Linked DNA regions of Rattus norvegicus: regions 2 and 3 are each linked to region 1. Evidence: chromatin contacts called from public Hi-C data. All regions are on one chromosome and are shown on one strand. Each heading gives the region's core, a stretch centred on a gene start, on an enhancer-like site or on the middle of the called end of the contact. The rest is flanking DNA. Distances are from core to core; before and after follow the strand shown.

What was found. A called contact is a pair of places that touch in the nucleus more often than the background predicts.
Region 2: a Hi-C map of Schwann cells shows a contact between it and region 1, with 9 times the contacts expected there. The contact joins two enhancer-like sites. A contact is called at or near these places in 2 of 12 Hi-C or Micro-C datasets (Schwann cells and frontal cortex).
Region 3: a contact with region 1 is called in a Hi-C map of frontal cortex, with 3 times the contacts expected there. The contact joins the promoter of Cnksr2 here to the enhancer-like site in region 1. A contact is called at or near these places in 2 of 12 Hi-C or Micro-C datasets (Schwann cells and frontal cortex).

The regions. Positions count from the first base shown.
Region 1 is chrX:40,131,174-40,134,528 of GRCr8, forward strand. No RefSeq gene overlaps it. Among named protein-coding and RNA genes, the nearest start is that of Taf5l2, 290 kb to the left of the region's middle. Within about 2 kb of position 1,753, at least 5 of the 93 cell types and tissues checked have an H3K27ac peak or open chromatin away from gene starts, as enhancers often do.
Region 2 is chrX:41,072,821-41,076,175 of GRCr8, forward strand. All of the region lies in intron 4 of Smpx (small muscle protein, X-linked), which reads right to left. Among named protein-coding and RNA genes, the nearest start is that of Smpx, 33 kb to the right of the region's middle. Within about 2 kb of position 1,726, at least 19 of the 93 cell types and tissues checked have an H3K27ac peak or open chromatin away from gene starts, as enhancers often do.
Region 3 is chrX:40,721,710-40,725,064 of GRCr8, forward strand. It overlaps Cnksr2 (connector enhancer of kinase suppressor of Ras 2), which reads left to right and starts at 1,509. Exons shown (of 22, transcript NM_001113366.1): 1 at 1,509-1,745. The coding sequence starts at 1,682.

The sequences.
Region 1 (3,355 bases), core at 503-3,002:
GCTGTGGATGTTATGGTCCTATAATACAGTGGTATAACATATGATATGTGGTACAATGGCATATAAGAGCATATGGTATAATGACAATAAAGCTATTATCATTTTGCTAAGTTGTACTGTCAAGCATCTCTCTAAGTATTTATATTTATATACATAGACCTGGTCTGCTCTCAACCTTGATCAAAGAAGCTTCTTTTTACTGTGAGGCAACAATCAGTGCAGAGAAACATAACCAGTTAAAGCACTGTGAATAAAAGACTGAATTCTCAGCTCTAAATGGAATGACTAGATTAGCCCTACTATCACTAAGGTTCAGGGAACATTGAAGAGGAGGTGAAATGATTATAAGAGCTAAAGGATGGGGAGGAATGCTATGAAGTGTTGTCTTGTGGTTAAAGAATGACTATTGCACTCATGAACTCACAGTAGCTGGAGTTATTTACACAAGACCTACTTGTGATCGAGCCAACCACACTCCCAGCATAGTAGACAAGACCTACACAAGATCAATTCAGCCAAACTCCCAATATAGTTAGGGTAGACAGTTTCCAACTGCACTCAGTGTAGAAGCTGTTATGAGTGGATAGTTGTTGGAAGGCATCATTCTTCTTTGAGTATGTAGTCACCTGTTGGATTCCCTTGCTCCAGTGGATGTTCCACACCCAAGCACTAACCAGACTTAGTGGTTTATCAGAAAATATGAAGTTGGGATGGAAGTGTGTTGAGCATGAAATGGGGGGGGGATTGGAAGAAAGAAATGAAGTGTAGCTATGGTCATATTTCATGTATGTGATCATATTACAGTGTGAAATTTTCAAAAATAAAGAAAAATTAAAACCCTCAATAAATATATGCATGTGTTTTTGTTTGCTGGTAATTGTAACCTACATAACATATTGGGAAAGACTCAGATCATCCTTGTTTTAAGGTAAAAATCCATGTTTTGCATCTCTCCACAGGTAAATCAACAAAAGACCAAAACCTTGACTTTTAGCATGTAAGGCAAAGGTGTCTCACCTGAGCAAAGGCAAGTGGCTGGTACCGATAAGGAAAGAAGAGGACAAGTGGATCGTTTTTCCCTCCTTTATATATTGACTTTGTTTTCATCCTGTGTCTTTCTTTGCTACTTCTTCCAACTGTAATTAGAACTTCTGTAATCAGAGACCAATACAACCTTTTCACTCAGAAAAGCCCAAATCAGTACAAAGAAGATGCATAGAAGACGATAATAGTATGCTGTTTGCTCTTCTTTGACTCCGTCCAGTTCCAGCTTCCTTCTAGATGCCGGTATCTGTATTTCTGGACATGAGGACATTTTTTTTGAAACTGTAAAAGCAGATGGCAAATAGCAGTGAAATAAACCCTTTACGTTCACATCAGTAGCCCTAAGCCAGTGGCTGCCAGAATTTGGGTATCTATTTCCAAAGAATTATCCCCCATAAAATGGGATAACCATGAAGTATATATTTTGTATTGATTCCTAGGGGTTTCTGTAGGGATTTCATTTCAGTTGCTGCTGTGGTGGTGGTATTTACAGTGTATCTTTTCCTTGAATATTCTCCTTCCCTTCTCTGAAGTTTTCTATCACCATTCCATCAGTGGTCTCTGTGTCAATCACATAAATAGAATCCTGATTCTATAACCTTGTCTCCTATCTCCAAGTAAGAGGGACCCTTAGTTTGCCCTCTATCCCATCTTCTTGATGATGCTTGTATTTGATCACCCCTTTGATCAATACCACTACTCAACTGTAGTGTGTGGGGGGTTATTTCTTTAAAGTAACATTTTAAACTCTGTTTATTGCTCCATTGCTTCAGAGAGGATTTTATGTTTCAAATATAGTGGCATTTCAGTAATTATTTGGTCTGCTTCTGCTTTTTGACAATGAATAAACTGTTTTTTTCCTCAGGATACTTGAGAATGGCTGGGAACTGGATATTAAGACCAACTCTGGCACAACAAACCTTCCACTGTTGCTTGTGAAGAACTCTAACAAAGGTAGGATAATATGCAGCAAAATTATTTGCTTCTTTGAGCTGGCAAGGAATATAATTAAAATAAAGAACTGACATCTTATGTGACAGAGTCTGAGTAGGAAGCATAGCATTTATTACCTCCTGTTCGCTAGCTTTTCTTTGGAGGATAAAAAAGTCAGCAAGATTTTATCTTGGATGACGCCTACTCACCTGGCTTGGCTTAAGCTAAAAAACATGAAAATGGTGGGGTGGGAAGTAATAGACCAGATATGCAATTTGGCCATTTATGGCTTAAACACTAAAACTAAAATTTATTTTCTCAAAAGAGAGATGATCTGGAAATCTGCCTTATACATTAAAATCTAATAGTGGCACAAATTCTATTACATATGTTGTGTTGTTCTCATCAGTTCTTGGGGGTTCTGTCAGGAGAACCCTGGAGTTGAAACTCACTCAAGGTACATCCAGATTCTTAGGAACAACACAATTGTTTGAATCAGAATATATGTAAGCCATCAAATTGATTCTAAGAAATTCTATTTTATCTTGTAATTATTTTTTTATCTCCCATAATTATTCCTAAGGAGAGGCTCTATGAGAATATTGCCCAGACTCACCATGGAGGAGAAAGGATAAAATATGCTAAACTTTGGAGTCGTACTAAAGAATTCTCAGAACTTAAGATCCCTCAAATCTAGTCCTCCTTTCAGACCACAGCATCCTTCCTTTCCTAAATACAGTCTCTGAGTAGGAGGTTCTCAATGTAGTACTGACGTAGGTGTGAATATTCAGTGTTTAAAGTCATGGGAAGCAACTTAAATTAAATTGCCTCGAAGTTTTTTAAGCTTTGAAATTTCTATTTTGGATTTTTTTCAAAAAGAGGGGTAAGGGAGAGAGAAACAGTTTGTTCACTGGGTATCTTTTGTCTACCCACTCCCCCAATTCCCTGGAATTCAATAATTCAGTTTTGGGGTACCAGCATAGCAAGTCTGTTAGTACTAGAGAAAACGTGCATTTGGTATGCTCTTTTGTACTGATGATTAGTGAAAGAAAACAACAACGCTCTTTTCAGCAAGGTCTTCTCCTATACAAAGGAGAGCTGCAGCCACCGTAGAGCAAAGCTATATTTATAGAGCCATGTTCTCTTGCAAGCTTGTGTGTGCAATCTGCTCCTGACCATCCCATCTGGCATGGACTGGAGAGATTCAACACTTGGGATTAGTTAAAGCAACTCAGTTCGTAAAATCATCTGAGGAATAAAAGATTCCACTATGATTTTCATGAATTTTCAGAATCCCCTTATCTAAGTTATTGATGTGTACTCATTTTAATGTCCACAAATGCACCAATGAAGGTATAGGATCTACAGGTGGGTGCTT
Region 2 (3,355 bases), core at 476-2,975, 940 kb after region 1:
GCTCGGTCTCTAAATGTTCTTAACACTGACCACATTCCGGGAGAAAATAAGTCCAAAAATTACAAAGTGTTTGCTAGTTGAAAATGGGGAGACGACGAGAAAAATTCCTTGAAGTTTTCAGTATAAAACGAAAGTGCTCTGGTGAAACGCTGGTAATGCTGCTATCTGGAGCAAAGAGCTTTGGAAAACTGCCACTGAGCAGACTTTGAAAACTGGAGCTGCAGTGCCTCCTCCAGGAGAAAGAGGGCACTTGCAGGCTGGAAATTGTCTCACGAACAGCAGAGAACAGCAGAGTCTCTGGCAAAGCAAAGAAGGAGGAGCCAAAGAAAAAGCAGGTCCTCCGGGATGCTAGGGAGCCTCTGGGTGAGCTCAGATTAGTCACAGATAATTAGTGCCTTTTCATGTTCAGCACACTTTCTTCCCGTTCTCTCCAGAAATAGGCTGAGCTACTCTTCAGAGGGTATTTTATTTAAAAAGCGAAACAATTCCCAGCTTTGGAAGCAAGGGGCAGAGAGCAGGGACATCAAAAGGAATGAACGTTTCCACAATGTTTGCTTGTCTTAGGTGCCCCATCTAAAACACCTCACTGTTCTCAGGGTTCCACTATTTGCATTCACATTCGGCTCAGAGTGGTCAAGGAATCCCAATACAGCATTAAGTGGAAATGGAGTACAAATGTGTACCAGAACATGTAGCATCTAGTAGCTTCTCTCAGGTGGAAAATTCTGTGTCAGGAAGCCTGTCCACACCATCTCCTGTAATCACAACTGACTGCTGTAATCGCCCCATATACTCCTTGCTGAGTCAGACTCGAAACATTGTTGTTTCTTCATTTCCCTTGTGAGCAAATGTCCCTTCTCACATCCACACCCAATTACTCCGAGTTCTCCACATTTACTTCTACTATAGTCGTGTCTAACACAATAGGTGCACACATACTTTAAATTTTTCCTGATCAAGTGTGGTTCACAGTGCTAACATGCATTTTGAAGGGAATAGGCTAATCCAGTCAGGGTAAATTCTACCTAGCCCATGTAGAAAATGATTAAGAAATGAAAATGAAGTCTGAATAAATGGATGTATGAACACTTGGCATTTAGTAAACCTGCTTGGCAAGATTTTAGAAAATGTATTTGGAACTAAAGGCCAGGCACCTTTTGTACTATTTGAGAGTCAGGGAAGAAAGAGCTAGGTCACACAGGCTTGCCAAGAGTTGAGTCGCCCCTGCTGTATTATGTCAGTGTGGGTCTTCCACAGTGTAAGGAAGTTATCACTGTCCCTCCAACAGAAGGCTGCCAGTGACTTTCCGGCAATAGGGCATGCTTGCTTTTTGCTGTTTTCCAGCAGTCAAGAGGAATTGTTGTGAGCTGCCTTGGTGCCACCTGCCTGGATGAAAGAGACTCTAATTTGTCAACTGCTTAATAGAAAATTCACTCAGTGGGAAGCCAATTGACCATCCCTGCCTGGGATTAAACCAGCTACCACCTCACCATCTGCATAAAGATATAAACCAGGGCATGTGGATTAATGAGTTCACAGGCAGGGGACACTGGCAAGGGAGCACAAGTAAATCTGTGAATCTTGATTTGTTCCTCATGATGCCTTCTTCTCAAACGCCACAGCATGTGTGGGGAGTTGAAACGAGCAGCGTTGTCACGATGCAGCCAAGTCTGATTAGACAGCCCAGAATTCACTCTCCTGGTTTTCTGCGTGGGCTGCACACAGCGTGAGAGGGGATGAGAGAAAAGGCTTCATGGCTGGAAGACAGCTACACTTGAGAACAACACAGCCCCGCCTGACAAGCCTTCGCTCATCCTGGGAGCAAAGGCAGACTCTGCGGAGGCCTGGCTTTTCTCAGCAGCAGCTGGACACGGCCCACACTATGTCCTTGGTCATAATCTTGTTCTACTCTGTCTCCTCTCCTTCCATGCACTTCCTTTCCTTTCCTTTATTTCCCTTTAGTCTCTTTTCTTTTATGCGTTCACATTTTACAGGCATTAACCACTTCTGTTTCCTAAGACCTTTAAGGAACAGCAAACTCTTGTGCTCACATACAACATTTCACATATTAAACATGTGCCCTCTCCATGCTCTGATCCTCTGGATCTGATCATCTCTGAGCCTGGGGGATCCTTTACAGTTCCTAAATGCTGACTGACTGAACGGGAAAACATTCAAGCAAAGGAACAAATAAACCAGCGCACGAGAGTTATGGCTCAGCACTGCCCTTGGTGGGAGGGGACAGTTTCTGCAATCGCCTTTGCTTGTTTCACTCAGAGCTGTCACAGAAAAATATTCAAAAGGACTATGCTTGACTAAAGGACATTAAAAAAAATACAGTGGTGGCAGTGATTCAAAGGACTGGGTGGTATAGTATTGCAGATGCTGGGGTGACTTACAAGCAGAGTGACTCTAGTGCAATCACATAATCATTCTTAGCATTTACTGGGCCATAAATGAATAGGCCATCCCTTGTGGTTGACACAAGAAGTAAGTGAAATATGAAGGTGAAACACAGGATGCTGTATCAGCCATTCCCAAGCATATAACAAATGGGACTGCTCATGGTGATGAAGAAATTACAATGGTGCTATTGGTTACTGGTATTTGCTACTAATGTGCAACATTGATTTTAAAAGTTTGCAGAACTGCTGAGATAATTGTATAACCCAGGTAGACATATTAGATATGTTATAAATATCCAATTTACTAATGGATGAAAAATTATATCTGAATGCCTTATTTGTACAACGTTAAGTATGCTAAAAACTATACATGTTAGGTTGTTAATTCCTATGCCTTTTTTATTTAGCATCTTAATTTCTATAAAGTGCACTGAAGAAACTGCTTGGAAAAGAAAGTTTGCTGGATGTGACATTAATCTCTCAAGCAGAAAATTGGGTTTATTTTTTGCTGGCACCACTGACATTTGGGGCTGGATAATCGCTTGTGTAGGGGGCTGTTCTGGACATTATGGGATGTTTAACAATATACTTGTCTTCTTTCCCACCCTGCCAATTTGTCTAGACATTGCTAAATGCCCTCTGAGGGACGACAACACACACACACACACACACACACACACCCTATATCCTAGGTCATAAAGCACCGAGCAGAGAAAAAGCTTTCCACGATATTGAAAGCAAAGCATGTGCCAGTCATGGCTGTTCTTCAGCCCAGGAAAAGTTGCATAGCAGTGTATACAAATATGCAGAATTGGGTCCTGAGTCAATGGTTTCTGTGTAAGTTGTAAAGACATCCTAGCACAAAAGCTTCATGAGACAACAAAGCAACTGAATGAAACCTTGAAACCTTGATGTAGTTAAGAAATATTTAAGAAACTGTCCTCCCAACA
Region 3 (3,355 bases), core at 259-2,758, 590 kb after region 1:
GGGTGGGAACTTGCCAACTGAAGAAGTGATGTTCTTATAAAATTGAGTTAGACAAAACGGATAAAGTAGGAACTGACATGCTTTATTGGCATTACTGAAATGATTTAGAAATAAAAGGAGTTTCTCGTTTACTCAATGTAACTGTTTTAAGAATTATACTGAGAAAAACCAGTTATAATGGTGGTAGAGTTTGCTAATAGACGTTCTAGAATTGTCATTGAAAGTAAAGCCTCATTTAGGCAAACTGTGTTACTAAACGCTGCATAGGTTTTTGAAGCAAACAATATGTGAAACATCATGTTTGTAGTTTGTCGCTAACTTTATGTCCCATTATTACTCTTCGGATGTTATATAAGAACGACTGAACACAAAATGACACCACGTAAAACAGATATCGAGGACCTTGTGTTGAAGGAGTTGGCCAACAACTGGAGCCCAGAGCCTGGGAGGAGGCACGTGTGGGGTTGGGGAGGCGGTTTCCGAATCACCTGGAGCCTCTTGCAGTTGACAGCTCTGACTTCCTGGGTTCCTTTTATCACCCAGGGGAGATCTGACTACACGGACCATCTAGTCCCCTATGGGCGTCTCTGGCTAGCGCCAGGCTCCCATCTGCGGAAGCCCACACCCGGTGTTCTCCGCAGGGTACGGGGGAGTCACCTCGGGAGCCAACTCAGCAGCTGCGAGGGCGACAGAGAGAACAGCCAGGGCTCCCATTGTCACCCTAGCAGTTCAAAGGCGTCCCCTCCCCCTGGTGGCGAGGGGATCAGGGGATGGGGGGGCTATAGTACCCTCCTCCACCACCCCGGGCTCTCCGTTCAACTGGTGGGGCAACCGGTCTCTCTGAGTCTCCTGGGAGGCCACTGGGAGCTATGTCCTGCAGCCGCCGCACCTGACTGCCTAACCGACCTCCGGGCTGGGCGAGCCTCCAGCAGCAGCGGCGGACTCCCAGGCTCCAGGCATCACCGCGGCACACGCCCTCCCGGCGCAGCTCCGGCCGAGTGCTACCCCCGGGGCGGGAAGGCGGGAGCGCGACCGGCCCACACCTGGCCCGCGTGTCTGACAGAAGTCGGGCGGCGGGCACGCGCGCTGGCCCACGCACGCGCACAGGGCTCGCGCGCACCGGCTGCCGGCCCTGGGGGCGGGACCGCGCGGCGGCGAGCGGGGCGGGGGGCTCGTGGAGCGCGCGCCCCGCACCCGAGGGCTGCGGAGAGATATTTTGGGTGGCAGGAGGCCCCTCGTCATTTCCGCCGGGCGGCTCGTCGTCGTGCCGGGGGCTCCACTCCCGCGCGCCAGGCGAGCGAGCGGGCAAGTTGGCTGCGGCCGTGCGCCGGCGTCTCTTCCCTTCCCCGCCGCGACCCTCGGCGGCTCGAGCCATGAACTGAAGCCCCTCGGGACGCACACCCCGGGCTGAGCCGCGGACGCTGCAGCTGCGGTGGCAGCCTGGGCTGGGACAGAGCCGACCCCGGCGCGTTATCCCGGCCGGCCGGCTGGCCGTCGCCGCTCCCACCGCGGCCGCCTCCGACGCTCCAGCCTCCGGACGGACACACAAAAGCCACCCTCTCCCTGTCGCCCACCCCAGGAGGCTGCGGCCGGCCACTGACCCCACCTGAGGGCGCAGCGGGCTGCGGACTTGGCTTTCTGTCCGAGCTCCGCGTCCCACGCGGCACCAACCCCGCCGCCCATGGCTCTGATAATGGAACCAGTGAGCAAATGGTCTCCGAGTCAAGTAGTGGACTGGATGAAAGGTAATGCCCTCTGTGGGGAAGGAGAGGCGACACTAGGGCGCAGGGTCCCGGTACGAGGGAGGGACACCCGACAGGGCATAACCCGTCCTGGGAGCTTTCAACCGACTGCTGAGGTCCTCCCTGGGGATGGCTAGGGGTCCTCTGGCTCTAGCAGGGACTCGGGGACCCTGGTCTCCTTTTGTCTTCAGCCTGGAGGGGCGCGGGGAGCAAGAGGGCGGCGGGCGCCACCTGGTTGAAGCTGGAAGCAGGGCGGTGGAATCCCCGCGCAGCTTCCCCACTTCACGCTTCCCTCGACGCCTTCGGGTTGAGAGGACGCGGCGACCCTTGTTTCCCTGCTAAGGGAGGAGCCCTTGGGACCTATTCTCCTGGTTGTCCCTGCATCAGCCCCTTTGTTCCTGGAAACCCGAGGCCCCTTCTCGGTCTTGCCCTGCCAAGTGCCTTCCCCAGCGCCAACTCTCCTGGCAACTTTTAAGCCCGCATAATGGGGTCAGGATGCAGTCGCTCTGGTTGGAAGCTGGGAACCCCCTCCATGATGGGCTGACGATGGTCGGGAAGGGGGCGCGCTACTTTGGGGTAACATGCTTCCCTTAGGACAGCATCCAAGCTGATATATGTGGGCTCCCTCCTGCGCACCCCAGCATGTCCTTTGCTTTTCTAGGTTGAGGTCTGCGATGTTTAAACCTCTCGCAGCTTCTTGTTAAGGGTCCAATGTTAGGTTTAAAGTAATGCGCATTCAAATATTCTCCTTTCTTCCATATTGAAGCCCCCCCTCCACCCCCGACAATCTCTAATGACCAGTTTCAAACCTTCGCCCTTCTCCTAGTCACAAATGTGGGCTTTTTCTCTAGTCTCTTGGCTTTCCTGTCTCACTATCTCCCTCTGTTGTCTGACTTGAGGGGCTTGTTAAGGACCTCTCCAGTCCATCCTCAGACTGAACTCTAAGGGGATACCTACCTTGGAATAAAAGATTCTTGGACATGCTTGGAAAAATGCTTGGGGAATATGAGAGTTCTGCTTGAGTTCATACCTGAGCAGGGAAACTTAAGATGTGCTTCAAGCCTTATCTGTGAAAATGCCCCTTTCAAAGAGCAAGGAGCCCCTTTCCTAGGCTTGCTTAGCAGTCAGACTTTCTAAGCTCTATATACTTGAAAATGGAAGGGATTGAAGGTAGTGGGGAGAAATTCAGTTCTCTCCTTATCTTTCCCCCACCCTTTCGGACATTTGCCTATTTTCTAGGGGTTCTCTTTATTTGCTTTGCTTCCTTTTCTCCCTGATTTGCCCAGTTATTTCTCACTTACTTTGATTTTCCCATCTCATCTGTAGGAAAAATGCTTTGTAACTGCGAAGCACAGTGTAAGTGCAAGTGAATTAAATTAAACCTAATTCATTATTTATCCACTGCCCCTTGTGTGCAGTGCATTGGGTACCATGGGGGTTATAAAGATGACTAAGACAAAGTCTAGCCGTGGCTCTTCTTTTCTGCTGCTTGTTCTCTTTCCGTATTTGCTATTAAAATTCCAGCTTCCTGAATTACACACACACACACACACACACACACACACACACACACACACAGGCACACATGTGCCTCAGGAAAATTCTGTCTTTTC